2 separate regions of the Mus musculus genome follow, and region 2 is linked to region 1. A link is a contact called in public HiChIP or PLAC-seq data. All regions are on one chromosome and are shown on one strand. Each heading gives the region's core, a stretch centred on a gene start, on an enhancer-like site or on the middle of the called end of the contact. The rest is flanking DNA. Distances are from core to core; before and after follow the strand shown.

Region 1 (7,327 bases), core at 1,640-4,139:
CCACAGGCCAGTCTGACCTGGGCAATCCTTCAGTTGAAATTCCCTTTTTAAAGTGACTCTGGGCTGTATCAAATTGACAATGGAAGCTAAATAAGACAGTAGAGGTGATTGGGTATCCATCTGGTAAACTTGGAGTTTGCACAGTATAAAATGGGCAAAATGGCCTGGAACTTGAGGCTTTCGTGGTCTCTTTCTCCTTGGTCTCCTTCATGCACATGAAACTGCCTGGGGCTATGACAGAACAGTAGGTACCATAAAGGACTCAGAAAGGTTGGGTATTATTCTTACAGGCCAAACCTAGAGAATGACTGTAGATCAGAGAGATCTAAATAAGGCAGTCCCACCATCCCACGACACTGGGTTCAACATCACTCTTTTGATATAAATGACTGTTATAAGTGATGGAGTCTTTATCTTTTCAATAGACCTTTCTAGGGCTGGAGAGATGGCTCAGCGGTTAAGAACACTGACTGCTCTTCCAGAGGCCCTGAGTTCAATTCCCAGCAACCACATGGTGGCTTACAACCATCTGTAATGGGATCTGACACCCTCTTCTGGTGTGTCTGAAGATAGCTACATGTACTCATCATATATATAAAATACATAAAATCTTTTTTTTAAAAAATAGACCTTCCTGGTGTATTTTTAATGTATTTCTTTCTTTCTTTCTTTCTTTCTTTCTTCTTCTTCTTCTTCTTCTTCTTCTTCTTCTTCTTCCTTCTTCTTCTTCTTCTCCTCCTCCTCCTCCTCCTTCTTCTTCTCCTCCTCCTCCTCCTCTCTTCCTCCTCCTCCTCCTCCTCCTCCTCCTCCTCTTCCTCCTTCTCCTTCTTCTCCCTATGAGACAGGTTCCTTTGTTTAGCCCTGGCTGTCCTGGAACTCACTGCATAGCCCAGGCTGGCCTCAAACTCAGCGATTCACCTGCCTCTGCCTCCTGAGTGCTCAGAGTTAAAGTTTGTACCCCCCACCTCCAGGCATTTTTTTATCTTTTAATAGATTTATTCTTTTTTATTTTTTAGATACATGAGTATTTGCCTGTGAGTATGTCTGTGCACCGCATGTGTGTCTGGGGGGCCTCAGCGGCCAGACGTGGTGTCGGATCCCCTGAAGGTGGAACTCCAGATGATTGTGATCCACCATGCAGGTGCCAGGAATGAAATCCAGGTCCCCTGCAAGAGCAATGAGTCCTTTAAATCACAGAGTCATTTAGTGTTTGCGTAGCTCCTGGATCCTAGAACCAATTTGCATTCATTACTAACTGTCCCCAGTTGTCCTCAGAGCTCCTCTAAACTCACCCCTGGCTATCCTGGAACTCACTCTGTAGACCAGGTTGGCCTCGAACTAAGAAATCTGCCTGCTTCTGCCTCCCAAGTGCTGGGATTAAAGGCGTGTGCCACCACCGCCTGGCAAACTTTTTTATTTTAAGTGCATTGTTGTTTTCCCTGCACCTATGAATGTCTGGAACTGGAGTTTTAGACTTTTTCGAGCTGCCATGTTGGTGCTGGGAACTGAACTTAAGTCCTCTGGAAGAATAGACAATGCTCTTAACTGCTGAGCCATCTCTCCAGTGCTAGAATTTTGTTTTGTTTTTGAGACTGGGTTTCCCCTGTGTAGCCCTGGCTGTTCTGGAACTTGATTTGTAGACCAGGCTGACCTGGAACTCAGGGATCCACCTGCCTCTACCAACTGAGTACTGGGATTAAAGGTATGTGCTGCCATGCCCTGCTATATACAGACTTTTTTTTTTTTTTTTGTCCACTCATCTACTGGTAGACACTTAGGCTGAGTCTATGATTTATTGTGCATATCAGTAAGTATGTGAATTACAGGTATGTCTATAGTAAACTGACTTTGACTCTTGGAAGTGTGCACCAGAACTGGTGTAGCTGGGTTGTATAACAGTTCTAACTAATTGTGAGGGGAGTCTTTATTCTGATTTCTGTAATGGATGAACTAATAATTTAGTTTCCCATCAGCAGAACATCACTTCTCCCTAGTATGGCTGCTATTAAAAAATTGCTCGTGTGGCTCACGTTTTTATTGGACAATATTAGGCTAAGAAGGGCCTAAAGGTTAGGAATAAAATGCACTCGGGGTGTGTGTGTGTGTGTGTGTGTGTGTGTGTGTTGTTCCTTTGATTGTTGTCGTTTTGACACACGGTCTCATTATGTAGTGCAGGTTGCTCTTGAGTTCAAGATCTTCAAGTCTTGGCCACCGCAGTGTGCCCAGGAAAAGGCAAAGGAGGAATGGGCAGGCTTTAAGTCAATCGCGTTCAACCAAAAGTAACAGAGTCTAGGTGGCTTGCTCCAGGATACCCTTCGTATGCAAGGAATCATACACACTTAAAGTCAAGTTTCCTTGACTCAGACCAACTATCTTATCTTTGGTCTGTCAAAGGGATGAAGGGCGAGTGGCCTGGGCATGAGGTTGGACGAGGTACAGAGCTGAGTGTCTGGGAAGCACCATTAACCTGGTTACAGACACTCCTAGCAAGAGACAACAAAGCCTCACCACTGTTTCCCCTAATAAGGCAGACCAACTTTATGAAAGGATTAAGTATCAAACTGGCGCTATTTCGTGAAAGCAATCGTTTCCTGAGAAATCTTCAAGAATATCGTAGATAATTTAAAAAAACGGTTAAGGAGCAGCCAAATTGCGGGACTCTCTCGAGCTCCTGGAGGTACACTGACCCTCTGGGGTCTGTCATCTTTTCATCAATTTTAGATCTTTGGGAGATAGATCGGCAGGGTCCTGAATTGTTCGGCCTAGACACGCGAACGTCGCCCTCTGGTGGCGAGATTCGGAAGGGGGCGGGGAGGGTGCCCGCGAGTTAGCGCGCGCAGACGCAGTTGAGTCCCGGCGGCGGTTCAGGCCGGAAGTGGTTACACCTGAGATCACTTCCGGCGGGTGACGGTGCGGACGGGTCAGGAGCGTAGAGGCGGCGGCAAAATGGCGGCGCCTGAGGAGCAGGATCTAACTCAGGAGCAGACCGAGAAGCTGCTGCAGTTTCAGGTAGCAGCGAGTTCTCGGTGCAGCCCAGGCCGCCGCGGGATGGGGAGTGGGACCCTAGAGGAGCGCAAAACCATCCTCAGGTTGGGGTTGGGACCAGTTTCAAACCCGCAGGCGGCCCCCTCCCCCCCAGACGCCAACTGCCCGGATTTCCCCGGCGCCCAACCTCTGTGGGTCCTCAGCCTTCCAGCCACCTCTGCTAGCCGGGCTCGACCACAGTGGGTCAGCTGCCTTGATTTCCCGTAGCGTCGCTGGTCTGCAATCCTTGCCGGCCTGATTAACCCGCCAGACCCTCTCCGCCCATCGATTGGTGGGGATGTGCTAGAGATAACTCAGATCCCCAATCGCAGAGTTGGCATCAGCTTGCAGGGCTGGACCGCAGACCACCACCATCCCATGTTATTCACCGACGCTTGCTGGGGGTCTCTCGGTGGTCCCTAGGGCTCGTGTTGGGTGGTTGTAGTGGGGAAAAGAAGCGCCCACACACAGACCTGGCACCTGCCCTAGAAATGTGGGAGGACGCCTCTGGAGGAAACAATGTAACATGAAGTATCATCGAAGGCCTCTGACTGGATTTGTTGCCCTTCGGCTTGCTCCTGAACGGCTGACTCTGCTTGAGGAGGGTGGCAACCTGCAGGACCCGCCCCATTAAGTGGATGTTTCTGGTTTTGTTTTGTTTTGTTTTAAAAAAAAAAAGGCTCTAAGCACTTTAATCAGGTGGAGGGTCTGGTGGGAGGATGCCACCCGGGTGGTGGTAACCATGGCATTAGCCGTATCCTTAGTTCTTACATATAACTTCAAAATGTCTATTCCCTTGCGGATGTTTTAGGAGGTAAACTGAGTTTATGGGTGTTACACGGTATTTAGAAGACTTTGGGGCCGGGCAGTGGTGGCGCACGCCTTTAATCCCAGTACTCGGGAGGCAGAGGCAGGGGGATTTCTGAGTTCGAGGCCAGCCTGGTCTACAGAGTGAGTTCCAGGACAGCCAGGGCTACACAGAGAAACCCTGTCTCGAAAAAACAAAAAACAAAAAAAAAAAAAACAAAAAAAAAAAAAGAAGAAGAAGACAACTTTGTAAACTGTAAAATGTGCCTAAACAGTTGTTACTATTAATAATCATTTTCCAGATAAATTGAAGTCAATAGAACTCATTTTCTAATAGGAAATGTGCTAAATATTGATTTTTTTTAGCACTTTTTATGCTAAGCCTTAATGCCAGACACCGCCCACTAAATATTTGTGATGTCGTGAGAACTTGACTAAAGCATGTTAGCTTTTTGAATGCACAGCCCTAAAGGGTCCATACTGTAACAGGCCCTGTCTTACAGATGGCTATGAATTGTAAGAAGTAGCATCAGTGGGTGTGGCCTGAGACTATAATCTCAGTTTTGCTGAGTTTGAGGCCAGCCTTTTCCAAACAAAAAGGGAACGGCTTACTTAGGTTACTCAGCTATTAAATTGGTGGTGTCCATTTAAAGCATGGCCTTCCCAGGGCCTTCCCTGGGCTTCTAGTGCCTCTGCTGTACCGTCTTAAGAGTCGGGTGTTACCGCTGAGATGTTTGTGTGTGTGCGCATGCATGTTTAATCGATGTGGTGGATGTGTCTGAGTGGTAAATTGCTCATGTAGGCTTAGCATAGAGAAATTGATGACACCAGATTAGCATTAAAGAATGAATAAACAGACAGCTTTCACTGCTTTGTAGAGCGTTTCTTTCAGGGTTTTATTGGGCAGACTATACTTTGTAGCTCTTAGTGTTAAGCCACCTGTGAAATGAGGGTAAACTGTGATACACTTAGAAGTTTGTGAGTGCAACTATATGGGAGTTTAAAGTGCCTAAGGATCTCCTTGTTTTCCATGGACATCAGAAGAAGAGTGGCTAGCATGGTCAGTCACACTGAGGTCAGATTAGTTAGCTTAGTGTCAAGTTTTACCAAGTTGACTATATTGAAAAAATGCATTTTGTGTTTTTATGTTCTGTAAACAAGCCTGGGGTCAACATCTCAGACTCTGTTAGACAATGTTTGACATGTACAAATGTCAAGCATTATAACCTTAAACTTCTTTAGGAGACTATAGTTAACTTCCATTCTTTATACTGAAGAAAACAGATATGAGAGGTCAGATAATTCACACAAATAGTGCCGTACATATATTTACAAGTCCACATTTGTAAGCATCTTGTTCGTATCCTAATGTTGAAGCCAGGGTATGTAACATGAATAATGAGAGTGCCAGGAAGCTCTTTGGGGGGTCTGTGTGTGTGTGTGTCCATTTGTCCGTCCATCTAACCATCCATCTTTGTCTTTGCTATTGGAGTTTAGGGAAGGGACAACTTGTTGATGTTGAAGGAGGGAAGAAAGGTAGCTTAGTTTGTTACCTCTCTGCCTTAAGTACAATGTTAGATCATTTATGACCAGTATGCATAACCCACACACTTTACAAAGTACAAATGGTGCTATGTCTGCTGTGGTATCTGGTGAGGAAACAGATTCCTTGATTTATTTGCTAAGGATACTGAAGCTATTAGTGGAATTCTAGTGGGTCTAGCTCTGGCCTGAAAGGCTGAGTGAGCTCTTAGCACAATGCCTTGCAACTTTGAAGGAGGAATAGGATTTCAGCAGATGGTGGGCAGGAGAGTATTGAAAGCTGAGAAAATGAGTTGCTCACATATGGTGATGGGAAAGAGTGTGGCTGTGGCTGTCGTAATAAATAGAGACTTGGGAGTGAGAAAGTAAACGAGTCAGATTCCAGAGACCTGTCAATACTGTGCTGGCTTGTATAGGCACAGACAGGAGAGGTTTAACACAGGAGTAACAACACCAGGTTTGGGGTTTGCTACTCTTGCAATATGGGGTATGTGCTTAGACTCTCTGTGGGTATCAGAATAAGGTGGCCCAGTTAGTCCTCAGTGTGTGTCCACATTTTATGTATCACAGTTGAGCTAGGTGTGGTTGCTCACACCAGTGCCAGCACTTTAGAGGTTTAATTCAGAGGATTTCTGTAGGTTCAAAGACAGTCTGGGCTATATAGTGAGTTTCAGGTTACCCTACAGGATGAGACTCTGTCTGAATAAGCCTAAATGAATCTGTTAGTAAAAGTAAAGCATTTCAGGAAGTCTGAGATTTGTTTCTTTATGTGACATATTTTGGGTTAGAATTCTCTAAGGCATACTAATCGTGTTTCTCAGTCCATTTGATGTTTCCAAGCTCCTTTTGTGTGTATGTGTAACTCATGGCTCTGGCTTGCTTTGGAACCAGATGAGTAGAATAATGTAGACATTATGTTTTGAGCTATTTCTACTGGAAAACAATAGGTGTATAGATTTAAAGAAGAGCTGATGTAAGTATGTGGAAAGTTACTTTTATTGGAATCAGTGTCCCTGAATTTCCAAATATGTGTAGATTTCTCCCATGCTTTGGTTCACTGCCTCTGGGCTGGTGGTTTACCACCATGGCAGGAATGGCATGGTCAGAGAGAAAGGAGCAGATGTCCTATGTTCCATAGGAGGAAATGACCTCTTTCTGCTTGCACAGAAATAAGACATTTACCCCTTTCTTTGTTTAGTTAAAAATGTATTGTATTTACTTAAATTGTGAGGGTCTGGGGCACACATGGCATGACACATACATCACATTCAAATAAACTTGTGAGATGAGGCCTGATCCTTCTGAGCAGTGAACTTGGGTCATCAGGCTCCTCGGGAAGCGCCTTCATCCGCTGAGCCATCTTGTCATTCCTGTTAGTTCATGAGACAGAATTTCGCTGGGTAGCCCATGTGGGCCAGGCTCACCTCAGCTAGCACTGTGGGATAGAGATGACGGGTGTGTACCGCCTACTCGGGGGAAAAAAAATGTGGCAAGTAGAGCATGACTCGCATTCTCTTTATTTAAGGTAAAGCCTGGACCCTGAGCTGTAGAAGCAAATTTATGTCATTTTGGGGACTAGGGTTATGAGTACCTGATAATTCTCATTTGTCCGTTTAAAAATATCACAGTGGTCGGGTAATGATAGCACACACCTTTAATCCCAGCACTCGGGAGGCAGAGGCAGGTGGATTTCTGAATTCGAGACCAGCCTGGTCTACAGAGTGAGTTCCAGGACAGCCAGGGCTACACAGAGAAACCCTGTCTCGAAAAACAAAAAATAAAAATCACATTGATCTGTTTGATTTCTGATTTTTCCACCTCATCCTGGCAAAGAAAGCTACTAGTGAGTTTTATAAGTCTTGGGTGAGTTCTTACATTGAGGGTGTGTGTGTTTGTGTGTGTGTGTGTGTAATGGGCACTGTCTGATTGACAGTATCCATTTTTTTAAATTATC
Region 2 (7,327 bases), core at 2,070-4,569, 1.0 Mb after region 1:
TGAAACCAGAGAGTGAGACTTTTTTTTAAATTATTATTATTTTATTACTGGGTATTTATTTCATTTACATTTCCAATGCTATCCCAAAAGTCCCCCACACCCTCCCACAACCACCCCCCCCACCCACTCCCACCTCTTGGCCCTGGTGATCCCCTGTGAGAGTGAGACTTTTAAGACAGTGACGGTCAAGATAACCACTTCCATTGTGTTGTTTCCTCTCTGACCTTGAAACTTGGCATGTGTTTCTCAGAAAGAGTTCCCTAGTTTTTGTTTTGTTTTGTTTTAAGATTTATTTAATATATGTGAGTACATTGTTGCTATCTTCAGACACACCAGAAAGAGGGCACCGGATCTCATTACAGTTGGTTGTGAGCCACCATGTGGTTGCTGGAAATTGAATTCAGGACCTCTGGAAGAGCAATCAGTGCTCTTAACCACTGAGCCATCTCTCCAGCCCCTTGTTTTGTTTTTTGAAAGAGGGTTTCTCTTATATAGTCCTGGCTGTCCTGGAACCTGCTCTGTAGATCAGGCTAGTCTCGAACTCAGAGATCTGCTTGCCTCTCTGCCTTCTAAGTGCTGGGATTAAATGCATGCTCCACCATTGCCAGATGGCTCAGTATTTTTTAATACAGACAGAATTGGGGGCTGGAGAGATGGATCAGTGTTTCAGAGCACTTGCTGTTCTTACAGAGGATCCAGGGCCTGTTCTTAGCACCCACATGGTGGCTCACTGTCTATAACCACAGTTCCGGGTGATCTGACTCCCTCTTCTGGCCTCCACACATACCAGGCACTCAGCACAGGAACAGGAAGATGCCTCTGAGTTTGAAGCCAGTCTGGTACATAGTGAGTCCCATGCCAGCCAAAGCTGCTGAGTGAGATTCTGTCTTAACCCCTGACAAGTGACACCTCCAAACTCCGATAAAACAAAAAAAAATTCTCTAATTAAACAAGGCATAGAAGGGGTTTTATGTTGGCTTTTTTTGTTGGGGGGGGGTGTATTTTTCTGTTGTTGAGAAGAAAATAATTTGCTTGGTCTACATAGTTCCAGGACAGCCATGGTTATTTAGAGAGGAACAGTCAAGAGAAGAGAGAGAGAGAGAGAGAGAGAGAGAGAGAGAGAGAGAGAGAGAACTGAATGAGGAGACTGTATGAAGAGGGATGACTTGGTGGTAAAGAGCATTTGTTGCTCTTTCAGGGGACTGGAGGTCAGTCCCAAACACCCACATCATGTTAGCTCAAAACCATTTATAATTATGTATGTATGTATGTATGTATGTATGTATGCATGTGTAAACTCATATTTAAGGAATGGTATTGAGAAGGATAAAGAGTGTAGCCTTGTTGGGAGTGTGTCACTCAGAGATGGGGTTTGAAATTTCAATAACTCACAGCAGGCTGAGTCTCTTTCTCTTTCTCATGGCTTGCAGATCAGGATATAAGGTCAGTTACTGTTTCAGAACCTTGTGTTATACTGTACTTTCCAACATGATGATCACGGACTGATAACCCTCCAAAACTCCAAGCAAGCCCTAAGTAAAAGCTTTCTTTTATAAGAGTTGCCTTGGTCATGGTGTCTCTTCACAGCAATAGAAAAGTGACTAAGACAGCAACATTGGCCATTTAGGTGTTTGTAAAGCTGGTGGACATACCCATGCACCAGTTACTCTCTGTCCAAACAGAAGGAATGACGTAAGAGGAGAGACAGCTGTGCACCGGAAGTCAGGATAAAGTGAGGCAGACAGCAGTTTTTTGTTTCCTTCCTTCCTTCCTTCCTTCCTTCCTTCCTTCCTTCCTTCCTTCCTTCCTTCCTCCCTCCCTCCCTCCCTCCCTCCCTTCTTTCTTTCTTTCTTTCTTTCTTTCTTTCTTTCTTCTTTCTTGAGACAGGGTCTCAGTGTGTAGCTCTGGCTGTACTGATTGTGTAGACGAAGCTATCATCAAACCCACAGAGAATCACCTGCCTCTTTCTCCTCATTGCTTAGATTAAAGGCATGCACCATCATACCAGGCTAATTACCACTAGTTGATAATCTGTTGGTGTAGAACAAAATTCTGGAGCCACTTGTCTACTGATGGAATGCATCAATTGCATCTTGAGCTTCCATTTCGTACTGGGTGGGTGTGTTTCATTGCTTGGTTGCCCATCAAATGGGAACCTGATCTGCCTTGCTGACAAACACTGCCGCATATGATGGCTTTCATTAGTTTATTGCCTCTAACCTTAATATGATCACTGTGCTCAGGCCTGACCCCTTCCTTGGGTTTTTCATGGGCTATGGTGAGCTCTGGGGTGTCTCCTCAGCTGCTGCTTCACCAAAGACGTACCAGGTCTGATCTGAAAAGCCCAACAGCTGGCACACGCCATGTCAAATGGGCGGCTTCGCAGGGAATGAAACAGTTAATTTTAACTGCTCAAGCTTGCACTTCCCGAAATACTAAATCTGGCTAGTATTGAACGGTTTTAACTCTTCGCATTCCTTCAGCACGCCACCACTTGAGCTGGGGAGAGAACTCAGAATGAACAAGCTGGTTCAGACTGCAGGATCCTTTGTAATATATAATAATACCGCCGAGCGGTGGTGGCGCACGCCTTTAATTCCAGTACTCGGGAGGCAGAGGCAGGCGGATTTCTGAGTTCGAGGCCAGCCTGGTCTACAGAGTGAGTTCCAGGACAGCCAGGGCTATACAGAGAAACTCTGTCTCGAAAAACAAAAACAAACGAAGAGTATACAACCGAGCCCAGGCCCGTTGTCTGTTCCTAACGTGAGCTCTCTGGCTACCGAGGCAAGGCTGTTAGGTGTAGCCAGAGTCCGCAGTGTGACTCCCGGATTAGTAAGAAGGAGAGAGAGCTCTTTCTGCAGCTCCATAGAGAAGTGGACGGCCTGGGACTGGATAGTGGATTGAGGCTCCTTCGTTTGTTGTCCAGACATTTTCAGTAAAGAACTAGGATCACCACAGCCACCAAATCCCAGGGCCACGCTCCCGGAGAGCGTCGCACCCGCAATTACGTATCCAAGGAGCAGAGACGCGTTGGCTGGTAAAAAGCTCCCGCCGCTGCAACCTCCATTTTGCTTCCTGGCAGAGAATAAAATGGACCTGCTCCTCACTGTCATTTCACTCATCAGGAGGGCATCCGTCTCTTCATCTTCGAGAGCAGCTGTGAGGTAACCTGGTGGCGAGAAACCTGAGCACTGCGAGCCAACTTAGGAAGAGGGAACCCTTGAACTGGGCTTGCCCTCACTGAACATGGCGGCAGAGCCTGGCGCAGCCGATTAGCGCATGCTCACGCTTCAGTTCCCGCCCCTTAGAGGGCGGGATTACAGTGGGAGTGGGAGCGAACTCTGCGGCCCTGCCATAAGTCATCCTTGCCTTTACCGTCAGCCTGATCTAGACCGTAGAGAAAGCATGGAGCCGGTGCCTGCGGCCACGGACGGCGGGGAAAGACCCGCGACGCCGTCGGGCCTGTCGGCTTCTCAGCGGCGAGCGGAGCTGCGGAGGAGAAAGCTGCTCATGAACTCCGAGCAACGCATCAACCGGATCATGGGCTTTCACAGGCCCGGGAGCGGCTCGGGTGAGAGCTTCGGTTTCCCGTCTCCCGCCCACCTCTTTGAGTCTTCAAGCTCCTTCTGCCCACTCCAGCTCGTAAACATTTTGTCCCCAAAATGCATTCTGACCGAACTCTGTCACCGCTCCCTAGGTGACGACCCATATTATATTGTCGCTTAACCCCAGGACGCTCCTTGTTGCTTCCTATTTTCTTGGATCCTTGCCCGGAGGTCGTCTCCACCCTGGCTACAAAGCCTTCGTTCCTGAGTCTCTGTGTACGGTTATCTGAGACAACCCCTATGTTCCTGATTACTCGCCTTTCTTGAAGGCTGTGCATTTTATCCCCAGACCTCCCAGGGAGATTTTCCTATAAGCTCCAGATGCCTTTATTCCCAGTTACTCCCCATGACATAGCTTTTGCCTTTTGCTTCGTAACTCTCGTCCACCACATCAGTCATTACTCAACTGTTGGCTGGTCCGTCCGTTGTGGATTAGAGACCCTATTTCCCTATCTTGGTGGCTATGCTCATTGCTTTCAAAATTATCACCTGTCACACAGGTCCTCCCGAAAGATGTGATGTCCCTGCAGAGATTTCCTTTCATTACCATACATACATCACGTTTCAATAACTGCATTTGCCCTAAGAAAATTCATCTTTCATGCAACCTTGTGTCCAGGACACTGTTTTCTTGTGGACACAATTGAATTCTACTATGCTTGGCCTCTCTAAGTTTCGATTTGGGTGTTTCCTTTAGTAATTGGCTTTTTAGTTGCTCTTTGTGAGCTTGGTAGAACTCAAGAATTTCTCTGAGGCGTTAGAGATATAGTTCTGAACTTCTAGACAATATAAATGAGAGATATGGCTACCACTTTCAAAATCATCTGAAACAGTACAGAAAATATTTTTTTTGTAGTGATCATTCTGAAGATATTCTTAAAGTGTTGGTGTTTGTCTTTCTCAAGTCCCTTTCTTATTCTGTTCTTTTGCTTGAAAAATTTTATCATTTTTAGAGTTCTCTCTTTAAAAGCTAGAACAGCATCCTAAAAGTGCCTGCTCATAGCTGCCCGGGAACAGCAACAGTGGGTACAGGCGGCGCCACACCCTGTGCTCACAGTTAGAAATGCAACTGTAAAATAGAAACCTTGAAAGACTTCAATGATTTTGTATTTTTATCAGTATTAGCTAGTGAAAGAAACTGAGGCACACCTCTTGAGTATTTTGTCTGTGAAAGAGCTATTCTTTATTCCTTGGGACATCCCGTGCTAACTTTGGTAGTTTCTGTCCTCATTGTTTGAACTCCCCTCTGCCAGAGTGCTAGTTTTGCGGCGTTGTATTTTGAAGGTGAAGACGAAGGAGCTGGCTTTGTTTTCTGCATCAGTATTTGTCTGGATTCAGAGACCAAGTTCTAGCAGCAGTGGGAGTGTTTAAGGTGTTTGTGAATATGTAATACACAAGGCTTTATTTTTTCCCCCCTCAGAAGAAGAAAATCAAACAAAATCAAAGCCACAGGACAGTGACAAACTGAACTCCCTCAGCATCCCTTCAGTTTCAAAGAGGGTAGTGCTTGGTGATTCAGTCGATGGAGGAGGAGCTGACCAGCTCGGTGGTGTGGCAGAAGTCAGGGGAACCCAGCTGGGAGACAAACTGGACTCATTCATTAAAGCACCAGAGTGCAGTAGTAAGGATGGAGCTGAGCTCCGGCAGCGGACCAGAGGTGACCTGACAGCAGACCCGGCCCAGAGGGCTTCTCACCACGGCCTAGAACAGTACCTTTCCAGATTCGAAGAAGCGATGAAGTTGCGCAAACAGCTGATCAGCGAGAAACCCAGCCAGGAAGATGGAAGTACCGCGGAAGAGTTTGACTCTTTTCGAATATTTCGATTGGTGGGGTGCGCTCTGCTCGCTCTTGGCGTCAGAGCCTTTGTTTGCAAATATTTGGTAAGACAAGAGCTTCCAGTTATTAACTAGAAGAATGCAAGTTGAGTTGTCGTGATAGGGATTTCTTGCCAGCATTACCAGATCTATCATCAGGCTGTTTGAAAGTGTAGTATAAATTCTGTTATTATCCCAGTTAGAGAATGAGAGCCTATTTATGGTAATAACTAACATCTGTCTACATGCCAGGTACCACTTTATATGCTTGTCTTTTATTCATTGATTTAAATTCCATCTTTATGCACTATATGCTGCTTGAACCCACAAGGACTCAGATGAATTCTCTTACACAGCCGCTGACAGGTGGGGTGAAATACAGGCAGTTTCATCCCAGAACCGGAAGTCCAGATGCTTATATATACTCTGTATTAGCTAGTAGTTTTCCAAGTAGTTTGAGGCATTGAAATGTACTCCTTGTGGTTCAGTGTAGATTGGCATTGTCTATAGTTCAGAAAGGGTTTCTGCAGTATGTAATGTAGTAGCCTCATAACGACAGTTCCTGATGGGACGTAGAAGAGCGCAGAAAGACACAGTTACAGTTCAGTGTCTTGGTGAGAGCTTTTTTCAAAAGATCTATTATTAGTTTATTTTTGTGTTTTGCCTACATGTATGTATGTGTACCATGTGCATGCCTGGTGCCTCCTGAGATCAGAAGAGGGTGTCAGGCCAGGCGGTGGTGGCGCATTAATCCCAGCACTTGGGAGACAGAGGCAGGTGGATTTCTGAGTTCGAGGCCAGCCTGGTCTACAGAGTGAGTTCCAGTACAGCCAGAGATACACAGAGAAACCCTGTCTCGAAAAAAAAAACAAAAAACAAAAAAACAAAACAACCAACCAAACAAAAAGGTGTCAGATCCTCTGGAACTGGAATCGCAGGCAGCTGTGAGCGACCATGGGGGTGCTGGGAACTGAACTCAAACACTGTTACCCAACCAGCCACTGCTCCAGCCTCCCAATGTCTTGATTTGAAGTAGGACCATTCAATAGTCATTTTAAGAATGCTTACTGTATATTGGGTATGTACAAAACATCGTAAGGCAAAACAAGTTTTAAAATGTGCTTTATGCAGCCAGGCATAGTAGCTCATGCCTTTAATCACAGCGCTTGGGAGGCAGAGGCAAGCAGAGCTCCGAATTCAAGGCCAGCCTGGTCTACAGAGCAAGTTCCAGGACAGCCAGGGCTTCACAGAGAAACCCTGTCTCAAAGACAAAGCAAAACAATATAACAACAATAACAAAACCTCTGATTTTATGCAAATATTTTCTTAAATAGAATCTGTTCAACAGATTTGATTGTCTCTCTGATGATAAATTCTCACCATAACAGAGGCCAGATGATTTTAGTCTGCGAGCCAAGAGCTGCTCTTATTTAAGGGCTCTGTGCTGTCATGATTCAAAAGCTATGCCTGGTTTTTGTTTTGTTTTGTTTTGTTTTGTTTTTTGTTTTTTGAGACAGGGTTTCTCTGTGTAGCCCTGGCTGTCCTAGAACTCACTCTGTAGAGCAGGCTGGCCTTGAACTCAGAAATCCGCCTGCCTTTGCCTCCCGAGTGCTGGGATCAAAGGCGTGCGCCACCACTCTCGGCTTTGTTTTTTTTTTTTTTAAAAACAAAGATTTGTTTATTGTATTTGTGTGATTGTTTTGCTTACATATATGTATGTATACTCGTGTGTGCAGAGTACCTTCCCGGTCAGAAGAGGGTGACAGAGCTCTGTGGAACTAGAGTTATAGGTGGTTGTGAGCTGCCATGTGGGCACTGGGAATTGAACCCGGTTCTTTTGCAAGAGCAAGAAGTGTTCTTTCCCACTGTGCCATCTATCCAGGCCCAGTGCCTCATTTCTACGTAAG

Evidence for each region. HiChIP or PLAC-seq counts read pairs in DNA pulled down with a chosen protein or histone mark.
Region 2: an H3K4me3 HiChIP or PLAC-seq map of bone marrow-derived macrophages shows a contact between it and region 1, with 3 times the contacts expected there. The contact joins the promoter of Caml here to the promoter of Faf2 in region 1. A contact is called at or near these places in 4 of 39 promoter capture datasets (the C10 cell line, liver and pre-B cells), 3 of 115 datasets of contacts at active chromatin or transcription factors (astrocytes, bone marrow-derived macrophages and embryonic stem cells) and 1 of 9 other capture datasets (liver).

Annotation. Positions count from the first base shown.
Region 1 is chr13:54,618,895-54,626,221 of GRCm38.p6, forward strand. Faf2 (Fas associated factor family member 2) reads left to right here and starts at 2,890. Exons shown (of 11, transcript NM_178397.3): 1 at 2,890-3,009. The coding sequence starts at 2,947.
Region 2 is chr13:55,619,686-55,627,012 of GRCm38.p6, forward strand. Caml (calcium modulating ligand) reads left to right here and starts at 3,320. Exons shown (of 4, transcript NM_007596.2): 1 at 3,320-3,571; 2 at 5,026-5,486. The coding sequence starts at 3,406.